4 separate regions of the Mus musculus genome follow, and all the other regions are linked to region 2. The links are chromatin contacts, called in public HiChIP or PLAC-seq maps. All regions are on one chromosome and are shown on one strand. Each heading gives the region's core, a stretch centred on a gene start, on an enhancer-like site or on the middle of the called end of the contact. The rest is flanking DNA. Distances are from core to core; before and after follow the strand shown.

Evidence for each region. HiChIP or PLAC-seq counts read pairs in DNA pulled down with a chosen protein or histone mark.
Region 1: a contact with region 2 is called in an H3K27ac HiChIP or PLAC-seq map of embryonic fibroblasts, with 27 times the contacts expected there. The contact joins two enhancer-like sites. A contact is called at or near these places in 2 of 39 promoter capture datasets (embryonic stem cells and hippocampal neurons), 3 of 15 datasets of contacts at CTCF or cohesin (the NIH/3T3 cell line, large pre-B cells and pro-B cells), 100 of 484 Hi-C or Micro-C datasets (the AML12 cell line, B cells, the BV-2 cell line and 58 more) and 7 of 115 datasets of contacts at active chromatin or transcription factors (the NIH/3T3 cell line, astrocytes, craniofacial prominence and 4 more).
Region 3: a CTCF HiChIP or PLAC-seq map of the NIH/3T3 cell line shows a contact between it and region 2, with 6 read pairs. The contact joins two enhancer-like sites. A contact is called at or near these places in 1 of 15 datasets of contacts at CTCF or cohesin (the NIH/3T3 cell line), 2 of 484 Hi-C or Micro-C datasets (bone marrow-derived macrophages and spermatogonia) and 4 of 115 datasets of contacts at active chromatin or transcription factors (the NIH/3T3 cell line, VIP interneurons, embryonic basal ganglia and 1 more).
Region 4: a contact with region 2 is called in an H3K4me3 HiChIP or PLAC-seq map of stem cell-derived neural progenitor cells, with 24 read pairs. The contact joins the promoter of 4930523C07Rik here to the enhancer-like site in region 2. A contact is called at or near these places in 2 of 39 promoter capture datasets (cranial neural crest and embryonic stem cells), 7 of 484 Hi-C or Micro-C datasets (dorsal root ganglion neurons, embryonic stem cells and granulosa cells), 9 of 115 datasets of contacts at active chromatin or transcription factors (craniofacial prominence, embryonic basal ganglia, embryonic stem cells and 5 more) and 1 of 9 other capture datasets (embryonic stem cells).

The regions. Positions count from the first base shown.
Region 1 is chr1:160,173,812-160,178,328 of GRCm38.p6, forward strand. No RefSeq gene overlaps it. Among named protein-coding and RNA genes, the nearest start is that of Mrps14, 19 kb to the right of the region's middle. Within about 2 kb of position 1,595, at least 10 of the 459 cell types and tissues checked have an H3K27ac peak or open chromatin away from gene starts, as enhancers often do. A contact at or near this core is called in the STO cell line and embryonic fibroblasts, where this site is marked.
Region 2 is chr1:159,391,699-159,395,866 of GRCm38.p6, forward strand. No RefSeq gene overlaps it. Among named protein-coding and RNA genes, the nearest start is that of Mir1843b, 53 kb to the left of the region's middle. Within about 2 kb of position 1,578, at least 115 of the 459 cell types and tissues checked have an H3K27ac peak or open chromatin away from gene starts, as enhancers often do. A contact at or near this core is called in the NIH/3T3 cell line, the STO cell line, craniofacial prominence and 4 more, where this site is marked.
Region 3 is chr1:160,099,629-160,104,169 of GRCm38.p6, forward strand. The region is part of intron 18 of Tnn (tenascin N); the gene reads right to left. Among named protein-coding and RNA genes, the nearest start is that of 4930562F07Rik, 24 kb to the left of the region's middle. Within about 2 kb of position 1,568, at least 49 of the 459 cell types and tissues checked have an H3K27ac peak or open chromatin away from gene starts, as enhancers often do. A contact at or near this core is called in the NIH/3T3 cell line, where this site is marked.
Region 4 is chr1:160,041,474-160,045,678 of GRCm38.p6, forward strand. It overlaps 4930523C07Rik (RIKEN cDNA 4930523C07 gene), which reads left to right and starts at 2,907. Exons shown (of 3, transcript NM_001162896.1): 1 at 2,907-3,280. It overlaps Gm37294 (predicted gene, 37294), which reads right to left and starts at 2,844. Exons shown (of 2, transcript NR_168324.1): 1 at 2,675-2,844; 2 at 228-537.

The DNA of each region.
Region 1 (4,517 bases), core at 345-2,844, 780 kb after region 2:
GGGGATATTAACTCCACAGGAAGACCAACAGAGTCAACTAACCTTGACCCTTGGGGCTCTCAGAGCCTGAACTACCAACCAAAGAACATACACAGGCTGGACCTAGGCCTCTCCACACATATGTAACAGATATGCAGCTTGGTCTTCATGTGGGTCCCAAACAACTGGAGCGAGGGCTTCTGAGATAAGAAGGCAGGTGTGAAGGGAGACAGTAATACCGTGGCGAATCCCAGGCTTCCCCTTAGGACTCACTCACTTGAGCTATAAGTAGATGAGACTCCAGGACGAAAGTCAGTTAAGTCTTGGAAATCAGTTGGACGTGTCCAGTGATACACTCAATATACCCAATGAGATGCTAGGGATCTGAAGTTGCAGAGAAATTGAAGTTCAGAAGAGATGTGTGAATGAAGACAGACAGACAGATGTAACAATGGCAGTTGAAGCTATCAGAATGCACAAGAACAGTCATAAAATAAGAAAAGAAAAACCAGACAGAACAGCCAAGTCTTTGGTAGACGGACACTTCTGAAAGAAGAGTCTGGGAGCACACTGTTAGAAAGACTACGATGTTGGGAAATTATATGAAAATAAAGAGGTATTTTGATCACAGCCAGAGTTAAAAGAAGGAAGTAGTTTGTTGAAATGGTAAATTGGAGCCAGATTTTAGAGGTCACTAAATGTCAAACAAAAAAAATCAACTGTTTTCACCACCTCTGTGATCAGTGGTAAAAGTCACTGTACGTGTGCTAGATTTTGTGAGCTGAGCCTCCTAACCCTGTAGGAGAATTTAGAAACAAAATCCTTAAGTGTCTGGACCATGGGATTGGAAAGAGGACTCAGCAGCTCAGAATACTCTCAGCTCTTCCAGACCTAGGGTTAATGCCCAGCATCTACTTGGCAGGTCAGAAACCATCCATAATTCCAGGTTCAGGGGATCCAATGCCCTCTTCTAGCTTCTGTGGGCTCCAGACACACATGTGGTGCACAAACATACATACAGGCAAAAACACTTATACACATAAAAACAAATGAATAAAATTTTTGAAGAGAATGAATATCTCTGCCTCTGACATATGTCGCCTAAACAGCACCACTGACTTGAAGAAGCTGGAAGGAAACCCCAGAATTTCCAGGGCTGTCATTATTTTTGCTTAGTTATTACAAGCATGTTGCCAGTGACAATGACAGGCTCCCCAAGAATCCTGCTGGCCTAGCCAAGTCCAAAACCAATTGCAGCTTATCCCGCAGCCTCTGTGAGGAGCCTCTGTCATGGAGTCTTGACGCCACAATGAATCCTGGGATTCTTGGTTTATATTCCAGAGAAGCCATCAGACAAGAGCTGAACAATGTCTGTTCACCTTTCCATTACAATGTCCCACAAACAAAGAAAATGGCCCAAGGCAAAGAGAAGGCAGACATCCTGACTCTTTTAAATGTTGGCAGCCCTACCTTCTACCATGCCACTGTGGTTTTGGGAGAAGTTTAAAGCTATGCTTCAAGAGTAATTATACATGAAGGAGCTCGTTAGACATAACCACAGCAGGGGAGAGAGATGAGCTGTATCTTTGCAGGAGGCATCAGGGTCCATGGTGAGTACGTGTTTCTGACTGTGCAGCGAGGTATGTAGTGACATCTTGGTAGATGGCATGTGTTTGGGATTATGTATGTCACATCAAGATGGTCTGTTTTGTCGTCTAGGAGATGGACAGCGATTCAGACTGACAATCAGGTGGCTGACAACTGGCTGGGTATTCATGGTCATCTTCAGGAGAATGTACTGGCTCATACACTTTGGTAGCATGTACTGTATGGTCACTTTCAGAAAATCTTAAAGTTCCTGGACAAAGTCAGAGGCTGAGAGATGTGCTGGGCAGATCTGCCACCCTCAGGAAACGATTGGCCCTGGGAACTTTGAGGAAAGAAAAAGGAAGATAAGTATAGCTGATCAAAATGTTCTTTAATTGAAACTTTGGCCAATCTTTCCTCTAGACCTCAATTTAACTTTGTACTGGGTCATTCTTCTCAATGGAAGCAATGTTAATAGGCAGAGGAAACTTTTGGGGAGCAGAGAGACTACCTCTAGATTTTGAAAGCATAGGAAGCTGAACTTAGCCTTTTAGACATCCTCAGGATGCCCCATGTTAAAGAAGAAAGCCCCTCTTTTTCTGTTAGCTCACTGGTGATGAGCAATCAGTGTCGTGAAAGAGGCCAAACTACCCATAGGAAGGTCACAGGGGACAGAGCTCATGAAGGAGTCAAGTTTAACAGTGAATCCAAAAGTAAGATCTAAGGCTAAGGGTATCAATACCATGGAGAATAGGAAACACACAATGGAGGTGGGCTCTGTCTAAACTAGTAAAGCTAGTTAAGCTAGCTTCTACTACTGGTGTATCTAGTAAAGCTACGGATGAGAAAGAACTGACCCCGAGTTCCCAGGCTCATAAATCACAATATACAGGCTGGAGGGAAGGGAACAATGATAAAGGACGGCCACGTTAGTACAAGGATCTGAGTCCATTTCCCCAAACCCAAGTGAGAGTACTAAGCATGGTGGCCCATGCTTGTAATTCCATCTCTGGGAGGAGGAGGAGAAGGCAGGAGCATCTCTGTGCTATCTAGCCAGACAGATAGACAGACAGACAGACTGACTGACTAATTGGCAAGTTCTAGGCTAGTGAGTGACCTTGTTTCAAAGGAAGTGGACAGCATTTCTAAAGATAGGGAGATGCTGTCTTGGAGCCTCCACATACCTGTGTACACACCCACATAAACACATACCTGCACACACACACACACACACACACACACACACACACACACACACACACACACATGCATGTTTGAATGGCATTAGTGCCAGAAGTATTCTAAGAGAAAACTATCTCTGCCTGAAGACCCAGCAAAGCCTCCTGGCTAAGATAAAAATAAGTATGTGTTTTGAGGTCAGAAAATAATACTGCCTGCATGTGCCTATGCCCAGGTACATAGTATATGTCTCCGAAGCAATAGTTTGCATCTGACATAGTCATACTAAAGGATTTTTCATTAACTCAAGAATCGGTTACTGTATCTTTTTGTCAAACATTCCTCCTAAATCTTACTCCTATTTCTGGAAATGCCTGGAGCATTTCATTTTTGAATAACATCTGGTAAATGAGACATCAATTAGTCATAGAAATTGCCGTTTTATGCCATGAGACAAGTTTTTAAAAAAGGATCCCCGTGGACTGCAATTCAAAGAGGAAACGTTGTCTTTGTGCTCATCCTCGATCATGGATCGGATCCTCACTGTGCAGCAGCTGCTCTAAGTAGGAAACGGACTCAAGGCTTGAATCCTCACAATAACTCAGCGTGGTGGGGAGCACTCCACGCAGGCACTCAGCACACATGGTAAAGAAACAGTAGAGCTACAATAGTCAGCTGCAGAGCCTGCCACTCAGACTGCATCCCACACTTGAAGCTGAAAACTAAGGGCAATGGTGACTTGAGCTTTGCCCCAATATACCGGTCAGAGGTCAGTAAGTATTAAAATTAAACACCCTTTTAAGCTCAGTGATTTTACCAGTTCATTTCCCCCTAACGTCCCTCTGTTTCTTAGTAGAAAGTGATAGGTCCTGAATTTCAAAGTGCTTGTTGCTCATGGTGCCCAAGTGAATATATGTTGTTAAGAAAATAATGTTAGAGTCACAGAACTCATCATTTCCCCATCAGATATTAAAGACGAGTTGACAGAGCTGGGGAGTCAGAGGGAAAACACAACATCAGGGTTAGCTTTCCCAGCACTGAGTTACTATGTGTGCTTTGGTTTCACCATCTGGAAAATGGAGATGATAAAATTTTGGCCTCACTGGGGCATAGAAAGATCAGCAAACCAACGTCTGTAATCTGAGTAGTCTAGAGTTTCTTAGAGGCGACAAAGATTACTAGCATGTATTTATCCAAATAAGATCATTAGCAAAGGACTGATGCCAGCCTCCCTCGAATTTTCCCAGCATTCAGAGCAACCATAATCAGAACCCAGTCTATTACTATAAGGGGATAAAGTTTATGCCTCCATGGTAGCCATAGATAGCCCACACAGACAGATGGGCTCAGCAGGGAAGAATCCACATGGGTGGGCCTAGTCTCTCATTTTCATGACATCAGCTTTCCCAGCTGGGTCACCATTCTGCTTCATAGGGCATGTGTTCTTCTGCTAGAGCAGGCCCTTTGGTTTCCTCACAGAGGAGAGCAGGGAGTGGGGCTTTGTATACAATCCCAATGAAACAAGCCTGAGAGACAGTCTGACATCAAACCTCAAGGATAGACTCCAAGTGTATAAAGGGATGACAATTTCTACTTCACCAACCAGCATGATGTGTAAGATTAGAGGAAATACAATCCGACTTTGTTCCTAAAGAGATCTTGGGTGCATAGTATGTGGTAGAAATTGATCAATAATGTGGAGGTATAGAACTGAACAAGGCAAAGTCATTGCCACCAATGGCTCAGCTCTTACAGACTTCACATTCTAGAGG
Region 2 (4,168 bases), core at 328-2,827:
GCTGCAGTTGCTAGTTTTTTGTTTTTTGTTTTTTTTCTTTCAAATGATTGTACACACTCGTCAATCATTTGAACTCAGACTCCCGTGGAGAACTTGCCTCTGAGGCTCACCCAGGGAAGGCTTAGCCACTCCCATGGGGCTGAGGCATAGAATCTTTGACATGGCTATGCTCATAGCAACAGTGCAAATCACCAAGACTTCTGTCACTCAGGGTTTCCTCTGCTCCCTACAATGCCTCCCTAAAACAGATGGTTTTATTGTTTGTTATTGGCCCATTCTTTGATAATAAACTCTCTCTCTCTCTCTCTCTCTCTCTCTCTCTCTCTCTCTCTCTGTGTGTGTGTGTGTGTGTGTGTGTGTGTGTGTGTGTGTGTGTGTGTGTGTGTGTGTGTGTGTGGTTAAGAATAGGTGTCTTCCTCTATAACTCCCCATATTAGTTTTTGAGATAGGGTCTCTCGCTGAACCTGGAATTCATCACATCAGTTTGACTGACTGGCCAGCAAGCCCCAAGATCCTCCTACCTCTGCATCTCCAGAACTGGGATGACAGGTGTGTCCCTACTACATCAGGCTGGGATGACAGGTGTGCCCCTCCACATCAGGCTGGGATGACAGGTGTGCCCCACCACATCAGGCTGGGATGACAGGTGTGCCCCTGCACATCACATTTTTATATGGGTGGTAGTGATTGAATCTCAGACTTGTATGGCAAGCACTTTACTAACTGAACTATCTCCCCAGCCCAATAGCCTCCACCTTTATGGATCTGGGTTACCAGGAGCCTGCCCTAGGCAGGAGCTGTTCGAGTACAATTCCACATCACACATTCCCACATAAGGAAACTAAGGCTCAGGAAGGTTAGGAAAATTAAGGAAGACCACACAATTTCAACACCCAGTAAGGAGGAAGGCTGAGATTGCAGTGGTAGCCTCTGCTTATGACACTGTCCTACATTTCAGGCAACGGGACCTGGCTCAGGGGTGTTGGAGCTCTTGTGAAAAACGAACCCCAACATAACAGAACATGCTGAATTTTCATTTCTTATTCCAGCTCAGCAGCATGCCCTTCCACTCGAGGGATAGATGAGAGATCTGCCTCTTACCTACTGTGTAGCGTGAGCAGCTGATGCACAAAGGAGGCTAGTAGGTCAGAGGAGGCCGGAGGATGCGAGCCAGCATCCCACAGAGCCAGAGAGCAGGTGGGAGGCCAGGTGCGATGGGTCATCATGGGGAGATCCCCGTGGCAAGCAGGTCTGCAGTCCTCGCTCCAAGGGGCTCTTGACACTACAGTGAAAGCTTGCCTCTATGCTGTGGTCTCAGACAACCTTTCAGGAGTACCTCTCTGACCCCTGACCCTCAGCTGAACAGCCCTCTCTGCCTGGCCGGGCCATTCAGTCTCCTCCTGGTCTCTCCTTACAATTCCGGCCTGCAGCAATCATGCATTCCACTGAAATTACAATTTCAATGATTCATTTGGCAATTAATCATCTCCTGCCTTGCAACATCCCTTCTATTCCATGTTGAGCTGTTATTTAGAAGTGCAATTGTTCAACTTTCCACAGCAGCATATGCTGCCTCGCTAAGCTAGCTGGGGGTGGGGTGGGGTTAAGGGGTTGTTGTCTCTCTGCTGCAGTCAATCAGGCTGGAGGAGCTGTGTGAGACTCACACTGGAGGGGCCAGGAAGTGGGCAGGGGCACTAACTCAGCAGGCAGGGAGAGCAGGATGCAGGAGCCTGGAGCCTGCCACAGCTATTGAGGCAGCTAGGCAGCCCCTCCCACGCATGCACACTGCCTTCTTCTTCTTCTTCCAGATTCCCTAGTTATAAAACATTTCTGGATAGAAACCGTCTTAGGAATTTTCCATGCAGCTGCACTGTCTCCTTGCCTAGATTTCATTTCCTGTGGGCATGGACCATTCATTTTACTTTCCCTAAGTTGCTTAATAGGATACAGGCATCTCTGAAGTTACACGGGCAGGCCTTGGCTCTGTACTTATGAACTGTAAACTTGGACAAATAATTCCACTGCTTTCAGTTTCATTTACATCCCTCTAACATGGGGAAGGGGTGTCTATCTTATGGTGTTGTTAGAAGGGTCTTGAAGCCAGCATGTCAAATAGCTCCCAACTATTTGTATTTGCTCTCACAGAATTATTATTATTATTATTATTAATTATTTTCTATTTGTAGATGGGATTTAGGAGAGAGGAGCAGGGAGGATAGGAGGGAGATATTTTGGAGGACAAAGGGACAGCCAAGTAAGGGACTGAGTTTCATGCCTGTGGGCTGTCCAAGCATGGCTGAGGGGATGTCTAAAAGGAGGGTTAGGGAGAGGAAGTCTGAGCAGGGAGTGGCACCAAATGGCTTGCAGAAAACTCCAGGCCTGAGATGTCCCTGGCTTCTCTGTGCTTAATATCAGAGTGTTTGCTTGAGATGAACTTGACCTTCAAGGTCAGGGATAGACCCGAGGAAGGCCACACAAGTCAGCAGAAAGAACACTGAAGGCAGAATGGCTAGGGAGTGCTTTCTCCAACTGCATTCTGTTCTGGATCCCAGACACCTCCTTAAAGCCAAGGACAAGAGGGGGCCAATTTCACAAGTTGAGCCCAGGAAGGATTTTCAGTGTTTTAATATAATAAAGGTGGGTATGTCCAAGCAAGAAGATGGTCTTTTCTGGCCTGAGACCTAGGTAGGCTGAGACCCACTTTCCCACTCCTCCAGTGTCACTCTCAGGGGCTGCATATGTCTGTTCTAGTCTCCCTACATGCAGCAATCTGGCCACATAAGCACCCAGAGACTGATGTCACACATCAGACTCACCGGGAGCAGAGCAGGTCTCTGGAAGAGAAAGGGGAGTGATGAGGGTGGTACAGAAATGCAGCTCATCTTGTACAGAGATTGCTCAGCACATGAAACCTGGGGTTTGCTTTCAAGCACCACATAAAGAAGTTATGGCAACAGAGACCTGTAGTCCCAGCACTTGGGAGGTTGAGACAGCAGGATCGGAAGTTCAAAATCAACCTTGGCTATAAAGTGAGTTTGAAGTCATCCTGGGTTACAGGATAGCCTGACTTAAAAGAAAAAGGGCAAAGAGAGACTTAGGGAGAGAAAAAGTAGATGGGAGCTGTCTCGTCTTTTGATTGAGGACATGGGCAAGAAGTATGCTCAAGAATATAGACCTAGGAGCTGAAGAGATGGCTTTGAAGGTAAGGGCATTTGTGAACAATCCTGAGTTCAGTTCCCAGAGCCCAAATGGTAGAAGGAAAAAACCCACTCTCACAAGTTTGGCTGTGACCTCCATACATATCCTAACCCCTCCCCCCACCCCCAAGGGAAAAAGAAGAGTCCAGGACCTGGGGCTCTGAAGAAGAACCAAGCAGGCTAGGTGAGCTTTGCCTCTTTTGTGCCTCTTTTGCTTCCAGTAGGGTACAATTACCCCACCCCACCCCCAACACACACAAACATTGTGGCAACTGAGCACTGTGTGGATTTCTCACTGAGTGCTGTTGTAAGTACAACACGCACACAGGATCCAGATGACCCAGCACAAACAAAAGGGACAGAGTGTCTCCTTAGTAATTTTCTTTTGTTCTAACTATAAGTTTAAGATGAATTTAGGATATGTTAGATTAAACAAAACATATTATTAAACTTACTATGAGCTGTTATAATTTTTTCCTATATACTACAAACTTTAGGGTAAGATGCAGCATGGTCTACGTTACATTTTCATTGAGCAGTGTTATTGTTCATTCCAGGCAGACGGCTGGCTGATGGGAAAGTGTCCCCCATATTGACTTCCTGAGGAATGAAAGGACCACACAACATGGGTTCCACTTACAGAGAGAGCACATTGTATAGCTTATTCAATCCCCTTGCCCCTGATGCATCTTCCGCATCCCATAATGTTTAGGACTTTTAACCCCCATCTCCGAGTTTTAAACAATATCCAGAATGTAGGAAGCTTTTGGAAAATGTTTGCTGAATGGATGGATAGATGAACAAGGCAAATTGGGCTCCCCTCATCCCTCTACTCCAGTACTACTAGGGACATTTTCTCATTTTAGGGGTGCGAGGTGAAGAGTGTCTATCCTCATAAGAGGGCTTCTGTGCTTGCGTGCATGTGGTGTGTGGGGAGCGGGGCGGGGAGGAGGGAGGAAGGCGCATGCGCA
Region 3 (4,541 bases), core at 318-2,817, 710 kb after region 2:
ATTCTGAGAGGGACATCTTTTGCAACTGTATCAAGCTCACTTGGGGACACTGTGTAAGTTGGGAGTTTGTTTGTTCTCCTTTCCTTTTAGCTGTGCTGGGAATCAAATGTAGGGTCTTGTGCATGCCAAGCAAGTACTCTACCACTGATTAACATCCCTGGTCCAGTATTAATTCTTTCTGAGGTTTCCTGGTGAAGCAGGGTTTCATGTAACCAGCAGAGGGGGGTAGGGTGCTGATGAGAGACCTAGGCTTGCTCTCTAAGTTGGAAGTGTATCTGGGAGAAATGGCAGGAGTTCACCAAGTCCTACTTCACTCTCCTTGTCCCAAGAACACAGGACGGTTTTCAACTTCTTTTGCAGGTAAGTAAAAAGCATGTGACTATTCCTAAGCTAAAGGCAGGAGGACCAGAGTAGGTGGGGTTCTCCACACTGTCTTCCATTGGCATGCACATTGGTAAATGCTACATGCTGCGATGGCCTAGCCACAAATCGGAAGCAACCTGAACTGCTGAGACAGCACTCAGAAGTGACTGCATGTGTATTCTTAGAGCATGGGAGTGGGAGAGTGGCTTGTCACTGTCATTGCTGTGGAATCATGCTGTCCTAATGAACACAAGGATCCAGTGAGATTCAAAGTGAAAGTACGGGGGTCGGAGGAAGGAAAGATGCTGCCATATACAAAGAAAGTCAGAACTGAAATCAATCCTTGGAGACCTCCAATACGCTCATAGGCATGGATGATCTCGTTAGGGAGAGAAGAAGCAGCTAGGGACAGAGAAAGGAAACTAAAAAACATTGTGTAATAACCGAGAAATAATGGTCAGTAGTCCCCAGTACTGATGAGGGGTGAAGGGATGTAAGATCAAAACTCCCTGGGATTTAGTGACATGAAAATCCCCAATTACTTCAGCAAGGGCTGGGTTAGAGAGAGGCAGGAAGCAGGCTGGGCTGGGCTGAGGAGTAAGAAAAATGAGAACTAGAGATTTGGTTCTGTTTCAGAAAGATGAGCTGCTTTGTATACGAAAAGATCTCTACTCGGGAAAAGAAGGCCACTTCCCCCTCAGAGTAAATCAGACTCCTTTATATGAGATAAACTCGAAAACTTTCCTAAACCCAAACACACCTGCACACAGTATTGAAAAGAGTAATGCTATTATTCCACTTGAACTTGAGACCAAACTAAAAGTCGTTGTGGCCCATTCAGTGATGATTAGCAACCACTTACCAAAGTCTAGAATTGTATGTCTACCTCTGTTTCCCCTGTACTGATCTAAAGGAAGAAGCCCCAACATGAAATTCTATTATCTATAGCCTTGAATTTGGTGAAGGAAACCTAATGGTTGTGGAATCTTTACATTTTTCTCTAAAAGTGACACGAGCTGAGGTCACACGTGGCCGCTCACCATTAACTCCCTTCAGCACCACTACAGCTCTGTGGCTGAGGAGGTGCTGAATAAAGACACCCATGGGAAGAGAATGTTCCAGGCTCCAAGTCAGCCACAGACACTTTCTGGCCTGGGGGATAGTGAGTCAGTCATTTTGGTTTCTGATCCCAGCCAGCTCACTGTAAAGCAGAGAGGAGTGGGGAAGAGAAGTCTGCCACAGCGTTTCTGGGAAGGCTAGATGGAACAGTACATGTCCTCCAAAAATGTCCCATAAATGGGCATAAACTGACAAGAAGAATTTAGGGAAAATCACAGCAAGTCATTGCACACAGAAGTAACACAGCTAATTAGCACGCTGTTCTTAGCTCCTTTTCTCCCTGTTGCCCACTTGTTAAAGCTTCCCCCGCTTGGATTGGGTGGGGTTTTTTTTTTTCCTGTTTGGTTGATTGGTTTTTTTTTTTCCTTCATTCTTCATTTATTTTGTGCTTAACATAGCAACCATTTACCGGACATCTAATGAATGTTGATTCTGAGGGAAAAAATAACAATGCCGTTTTACAGATGGCAAAGTCCAAGAAAATTAGCCATATCCACACAACCATTTGGTGGCTCAAACAAGGATGATACACAGTCCAGTGTTGGTCAGAAAGTTTGAGAGTCTAGCTCTCCCAGGTATATTTCCTCAGTAGTATTTCTGAACACTTGGGAGATTTGTTTCCTAGTAAGGAGCCTGTGTCAACCTGCTCTCGGATTTCTTCTTGTCTCACAGTGCAATCTAGGCTGGACATGGTGCTGACATTCCTTATGTGTCTATCCACTGTGTTAAGTAGCATCCTCAACCAAGGCTGGGATTGATTCTGAGCCTGCCTTTCTAATGAAATGTGCAATACCAATTTCTCTATCTCCAGTGAGCATGCTTGGGGCTTGGGGTTTTATTGTTTTGCTTAGTATTTTTAAAATGTCCCAGTATGTGCAGGCTGGTTTTGAACTCATACATAGCCAAGACCATCTTGAACTTCTAATCCCTGTGCCCCTGCCTCCCATGTGCTAACATTACAGTTGTGTAGCATCATGTCCAGTTTTCAGTGCTACCAGAGAACAATCTCAGTACTCTGAGTATGCTAGGCAAGCACTCTACCAACTGAGCTATGCCCACAGCCCAAGCTTCTCTGAACTGTCAGGTCAAAGTATAACTAGGCCCCATGACCTCAGAGCTTAGAGGAAGTCTTCAGTGAGGTCAGCAAGTCATACCATAGCAGAGTCTGGCACAAACAGATAACAATAAACTGTTATTATATCTTAATAATTGTTGATTTCCATTGTATTACGTCATATTTAAGTATACTGACCCACACAGATAATTTATACATCTTGATCAGATGGCTTTGATTGAGGCTTTTAATCAATTTTGAAAATTTAAATGCTCTACAATGAACTACTCAAAAAAATAGTAAAAGGAAATAAATCTATGTTGGGGTCTGTAATCCAGCACTGTCATCATCCTGGAGAAATTTCTCACTAAATCAGGAGGGGAAAATCAAACTTGCATTGAACTGTCTGTGGAAAGAGCCCCTGGTGCAGCCCTTACACTTCCAAGATGGAAAGATTTGAAACTTTTAAGTGTTCCCTGATGTTCTTTCCAGCCTCCTCCTGGCTGTCTGGGTAGCCTTGGGGGCAAAGTCCTTCTGCCTGTTCATCAAATTAGGTGCCTGCAGCCTGGACCAGAGAACAACTTTCATAAAAGGATTTTAAAAGCTTGATAGAAGCCTGGGTTATCTTTAAGAGTTAGAAGACTCTTGAACCAAATAAAAACCCCAAACAGTAAGTGAAATATATAGTAGAAGTTTTTAGAACTCTATTTATCTTGTGGAGCCCCTGACTTAGAGGAGACCTCTGTACAGTCTACATATATTACCTACTGGAGGCCGGAGCAAACAACGTGAGGTGGGGGGGTGGGGGATGAGACTGATACTGGTTACAGTACTGAGTGGATTCAGCAATTCTATAACTGACAGTGTTTAAGGAAGGCTCATTTGTATGGGTATATAGAAAGCAAGTCAGAGATTCGTCTCATTTGTTCATTCCTGGATGGTTAATCTATGTCTGACACACAGTAGGTACTCAATAAATATTTGTACACTATATCATGGGTTGTGCAGGGAGACAAACCACCACCACCACCACCTCTCCTTCTCTCTATCTCTCCCCCCATCTCTCTCTGTCTTTCTACCTCTCTCTGTGTGTCTCTCTCTGTATCTCTGTATCTCTCTACTTCTCTCTGTGTGTCTCTTTTTCTCTCTCTGCTCTCTCTCTCTCTTTCTACCTCTCTCTGTCTCTCCCTCTCCCTCTCCCTCTCTGTCTCTCTCTCTCTGTCTCTGTCTCTGTCTCTCTCTGTCTCTCTCTGTCTCTGTCTCTCTCTGTCTCTCTCTGTCTCTCTCTGTCTCTCTCTGTCTCTCTCTGTCTCTCTCTCTCTCTCTTTCTCTCTCCTGCCCTAGGATAAATGGTCCCTTCCTTGTACAAGCTTTGCTTTCAAAAAAAGACCACACTAAACAGTACAGACATCCTGCCAGTGGTCAATTACAAGCACAACTGTGGTAAATTGGGCTGTGGGCCTGAGGGAACTGAGCTCAGGTACAATGGTGATGATGAAAAGCAGCAGGCACAGACATACAGGGCTGCTTAGGTGGGAGACCTCCCATGTTACAATCTGTTGTGTTATTTTATAAATCAAGACTTTCTGCCATCCAACCAATTGTTGGATGAAACAGACATCCCACTATTCCTTGTCACTGGGCAGACACTGTGTGCTCTGTGCTCTTCATTGCCACTCGTCAGATGATTTCATTTTACCTGTGGCTGCTCAAAAACTAGCTGGCTTCCCAGAGCACTAAGAAAACGTGTAAATGAACATAGCTCGACACTATGAGGCCATGCTTTCTCTCTCCCACAATTGGTTCCAATGTACAGCAGGTGAAAGCTACCTTTCATTAGAGAAAGTAAGACCCTCAATTGGCTCAGACACAGGGAGAAGCCAAGTAAGAGAGAAAGATCGAATAATCCACCGGCAAGCTTCAAAGATTCATCATAGAACCGAATCAGCAACCAATGAAAGAACTCTCAGAATGCAAGTAGACAGTGGCCCAAGACAGTAAAACT
Region 4 (4,205 bases), core at 1,657-4,156, 650 kb after region 2:
TCTCAGAGGCTGCTGCATTTCAGGATCTGAAGAACAAGTCTGTGCTCATCTTAGGGTTTCGCCATTTCCCCTAACAGCCTTTGTCTGGCCAGCAGCCCTTCTGCCTTCTTCCGGTACCCCTGCTTTCGTTTCTCCCAAGCCTCTCCAACTCAGGAACTGCTCCCATATGTAGCCAAGGGTAGCTCTACATGCAGACTAGCACAAAATCATAAACTGCCTTAAAACACTGAGAGGTGTAGGTGTTTTTATTTCAGTCTCTGTGCAAATGTTGTAGACGGCATTATTGTGTCGCAGTGGTAAGTGGCTGGACATGCCCGAGCCTCGTAGAGCATTGCAGGCAAGAATGCACCTGTTTTAGGTGATAATAACGTAATATTCTCTGTTAAATATTTCCCACACTGAAAAAGCCACCCCCTTTTGTTGTTGCCGCACAACACTATTCTGATTTCTGCACTCAGGGTGTATGACCTAATGGGAAACTGTCTCCCACAGATGGCTTGCACAGATGAATCCGTCCTGGCCAACACTGCCATTGACCTGTCAGAAATAGGACAGCACAAAGAGAGAATGAGTGCAGTTAGTCTTCACCTTCAACACAGGCTAAAACGTGATGTTTAATACCCTGTCAGTTCCCACACCAGCAGAGAGGGAACCCACAGGTTTTGTCCTTAACACTCTTAATATGGAACCAGAGCTCTTCAGGTGCTAAAGCCAGTGAGGGGTGGTCACCCACAAAAAGGTTTTAAATTTTCAGTCCTGGTTCACAAATCTGCTATTTGGGGGCTTTCTGTTTCTTAATTAGATGTGTCAACGCTCCATTTCACTCCACTTAGAGTCCACTCACCTCTTGACTACCTTCAAAGATCCTTACCTCAAACAAGAAAGCTTTTAAAGACTGCACCAGCACCGTGGTTGCCTGGGGCCATTCATGAGTTCATATAAGTTGAGACTTCACCGCCAAAGGGGAGACACAGTAGGTGGGTGCTCTAACTTGTTTTCTCATAAGGGATGCGTCATTCACCCCAAAGGAAAACCTGCTGGCCAGATGCTCACTCATTACGTTAAAACATCAATAGACCCTGTAGCCTTGGCAACTCAATAACAGCCTACCAAGCATCTTGTCATCTAGTAAGTCCCTGATTTGACTGCCACAACGTCGCTGCTACTTGATAGGTTCTAGACTTTTTCTGGATCTGTCTTCCTGTGGACTAAGACAACATTGGGATGCCGCCCTACAGATAAGCATCTGGTTTTTGAAGTGCTGAGCTCATGGTGACTGCCTTAGGTTCTTCATTTCTCTGTGTTGTTGTTGTTTCTGGAAAGCATTGTGACCATCAGCCTAGCCTGTCCATAAAGTTGTTCAGGAAAGTATTTTCCACTGTCTTCCCCCCTGCTCAGCAGGTGTTAACCCAGAAGTTGTCCATAGAAGCCACTCTCTCTCCTGATGATGATATGGTGATGAGGGATAGGCTGGACTAGATAGAACTACTCAGACTCAGATCTCAACTCCACTATACATTAGCAATGACCTTGCAGAAGAAAGTTACTCCCCATCCTCAGGGGAAGGGGGCAAATTACATCTCACACAGGTCCGGTGTAGGTCCTGGGGGAGACTCGGTCTCCAATCACCGCACCGGGTTTGCACTTAAGGTTTCCTGTCATTCCCCAAGCCTGTCTTCCTCCAGCTCCCTGGTCCATTAGACCCTAGACCCCTGCTTCAGATTTGACACACAATGGAAGCCTTCCATCCACCACTAAATTGTTGGTGGAATCCATCTATAGCTGTCTCTTGCTAAAACTGTCTTCTTTCAGAGCCTGATCGTCCCCCTGCCCTACCCACTTAACCGTACTACTCCCACCCCCAACCCCACCCCCACAACAGATCACTTGGACCACTCTTCTTATTATCATTCAAATCTAGATCTATGTAGGGCATAGTGAAACACGTCCTTAAACCCAGCAAATTTCTGTGAGGCCAACCTGTTTCTACATTGTGAGTTCCAGGCCTGCCGGGGCTATATAGTGAGACTCGGTTTCAAAGGAACAACAACAGATCTAGATCGAGTTCTCTCTGTGGGATTTCTGGGGGAAAACCTCTACTTAATCTGCCTTTGGAAGAAGACTACAGGACCAACTATCCTTGGCATTTCTGGATGAATGCTGGGTTTTCTCTTTGGCCTTTCAACCCAGAGCCAGCTGGCTTCTCTTGAGTAAACCGGAACTCTCTTGTTTCCCGGTTGTGACAGTTAGCTTCACCAATCATTTTAATTCAGGCACCCAAAGGCCGAAGGACCCTATGGCTCAGGCCCAGCCACTGGAAAGCAAGCACCAGCTGCGCACCCTCCTGACACCTACAATCCAATGAGTAGAACCTCCGGTCTTTATCATGGCAAGATCTCTCAAGGTCATTCCGGGGAAGCCCCTAGATACTCCACAGCCGCTTCTGCCTATCACACCTTCCCAACTTCCCTGCAGAAGCCTTGGAGGCACTGAGCAAGCTCTCTACCACCCCACCTTTACATTTGGGGGCGGAGTTAGACAAACAAGAGATCTGAATATAAGCTCACAAGGAGTAAATAAAATGAAAAGGGAGAACTTTTGAAGTTAGTTGTCCCTGCCTCCTGCGCTCCTAACATCTCCAGGTAACTCCCATGGAGCGCACACACAAAGATACCTTGTCACGAGGCACCGGGGATTGCTCTCCCTTTAGACACCCCAGCCCTTTTCCTGGAAGGTGACTTTATTCCACAGCACGGGGCTGTTATTTTTTCCTTAGGCCAGGGTTGGGAGTTTACACCCCACGTCTCTGGGAACACTGGCGCGTCTGTGAGCAAAGTTGGCTCTGGCGTCCTGAAGGAGGCGTGCTCGGGGCGGAGGGGCAAAAGAACGTCACAGTGGGGCGGAGTGGGGACACTGGCCGGGAGACCCGGAGGAAGGACACCCGCGCTGCGTGTGCTGTGGCGTGTGCCTCCTAGTTTAAGGTAGGAGTTGGGCTGAGGAGAGACAGAGCCAGCCAGTCAGATTCAGGAAGTTGCGTTCCTGACCTCAGTAGCAGAGCTGGGTGCGGTGAAACCTCAGCCAGGGACGCAGGGGGCGCTTTCCTCCACATCACACTGGTGGCACCCACTGACCGGCAGCGCCGCCTCTCTCCCGGGACCTGGCAGTGGGAGGGAGAGGCAGGAGCAGGGACCCAGACCTCACCCTTGTGCCCAAGTCACTTCAGAGCACCGGAACAGAGCCAGCGGTCCCGCCGGCGGGAAGCCTTCCAACGGACCCAAAGGTGAGTTTCAAAACTTTCTGTATCGCTTTGTGCTGTTGTTTTCAAAATAAGTTTGGGAGCTGCCCCGCTGTGGAAGGGGACTTTCCCATAGAAGAGTGAATCCGCCCCTGAGAGAAGTGAGATAAAGGGGTTATTTCTAAGAAGCCGTTTGCACAGTTGCTTTCATTCTTTCCTCCTAGAGGTCTCTCACCTTCTCTCTGCTCCTGGCCTGACACATGGGCTCCTCTGGAGTTTGGGGTGGAGTTCTCAGCTCCAGTTGACACCAGCTGCAGGTAGGAGCCATTTGAAAAGGACCAGATGGACATTGTCTAAACGGGCAAAGTCAGTATTTGAGATGCTCCTAAAATCATACCCTCTGGGATTTAAAAACAAAACAAAACCAAACAAACAAACAAACTCATTCTAAAAGAAACTATAATTTCAATGGGGCTAAAAGACTTACCAGACTGAAAATGTGGCCTGGAGCCAAGGGGTGGAGTGAGATCTGTATGCCATTCTGAGTCTCTAGAGAGTTTGTGTGACACATTTTTTTTCCTGAACTTTCCCAACTCTCTAAATGGTCCTTGATCTTCTTCCCACCCAGAAAGGTGGATTGGAAAACACAGCAGGTCCTGTTTTGAAGGGCTATGTAGGAATGATTTGTGTAACAGTAGTTAAGTAAATGATAGCCGGATAGCTGTTGTTTTCAACACCAGTCCTGCCTATCTGAAAGGGAACCCAAAGCAAAGACTAGTGCTTGCCCTAATGAACACCAGCCAGCCAGCCATGAGAATCCGCAGGCCTGCTCTGCCCAGTCTGCTCAATGAGGAAGGCTAGGAATGCAGCACCCAAGCCACTCCAAGCTCCTGCCTGCCAAAGCCTTTATGCTACATCCACCATTGGAAAGAGAGAGAGAACCTGGAGCTAATTTTAGGGAATCTTCATT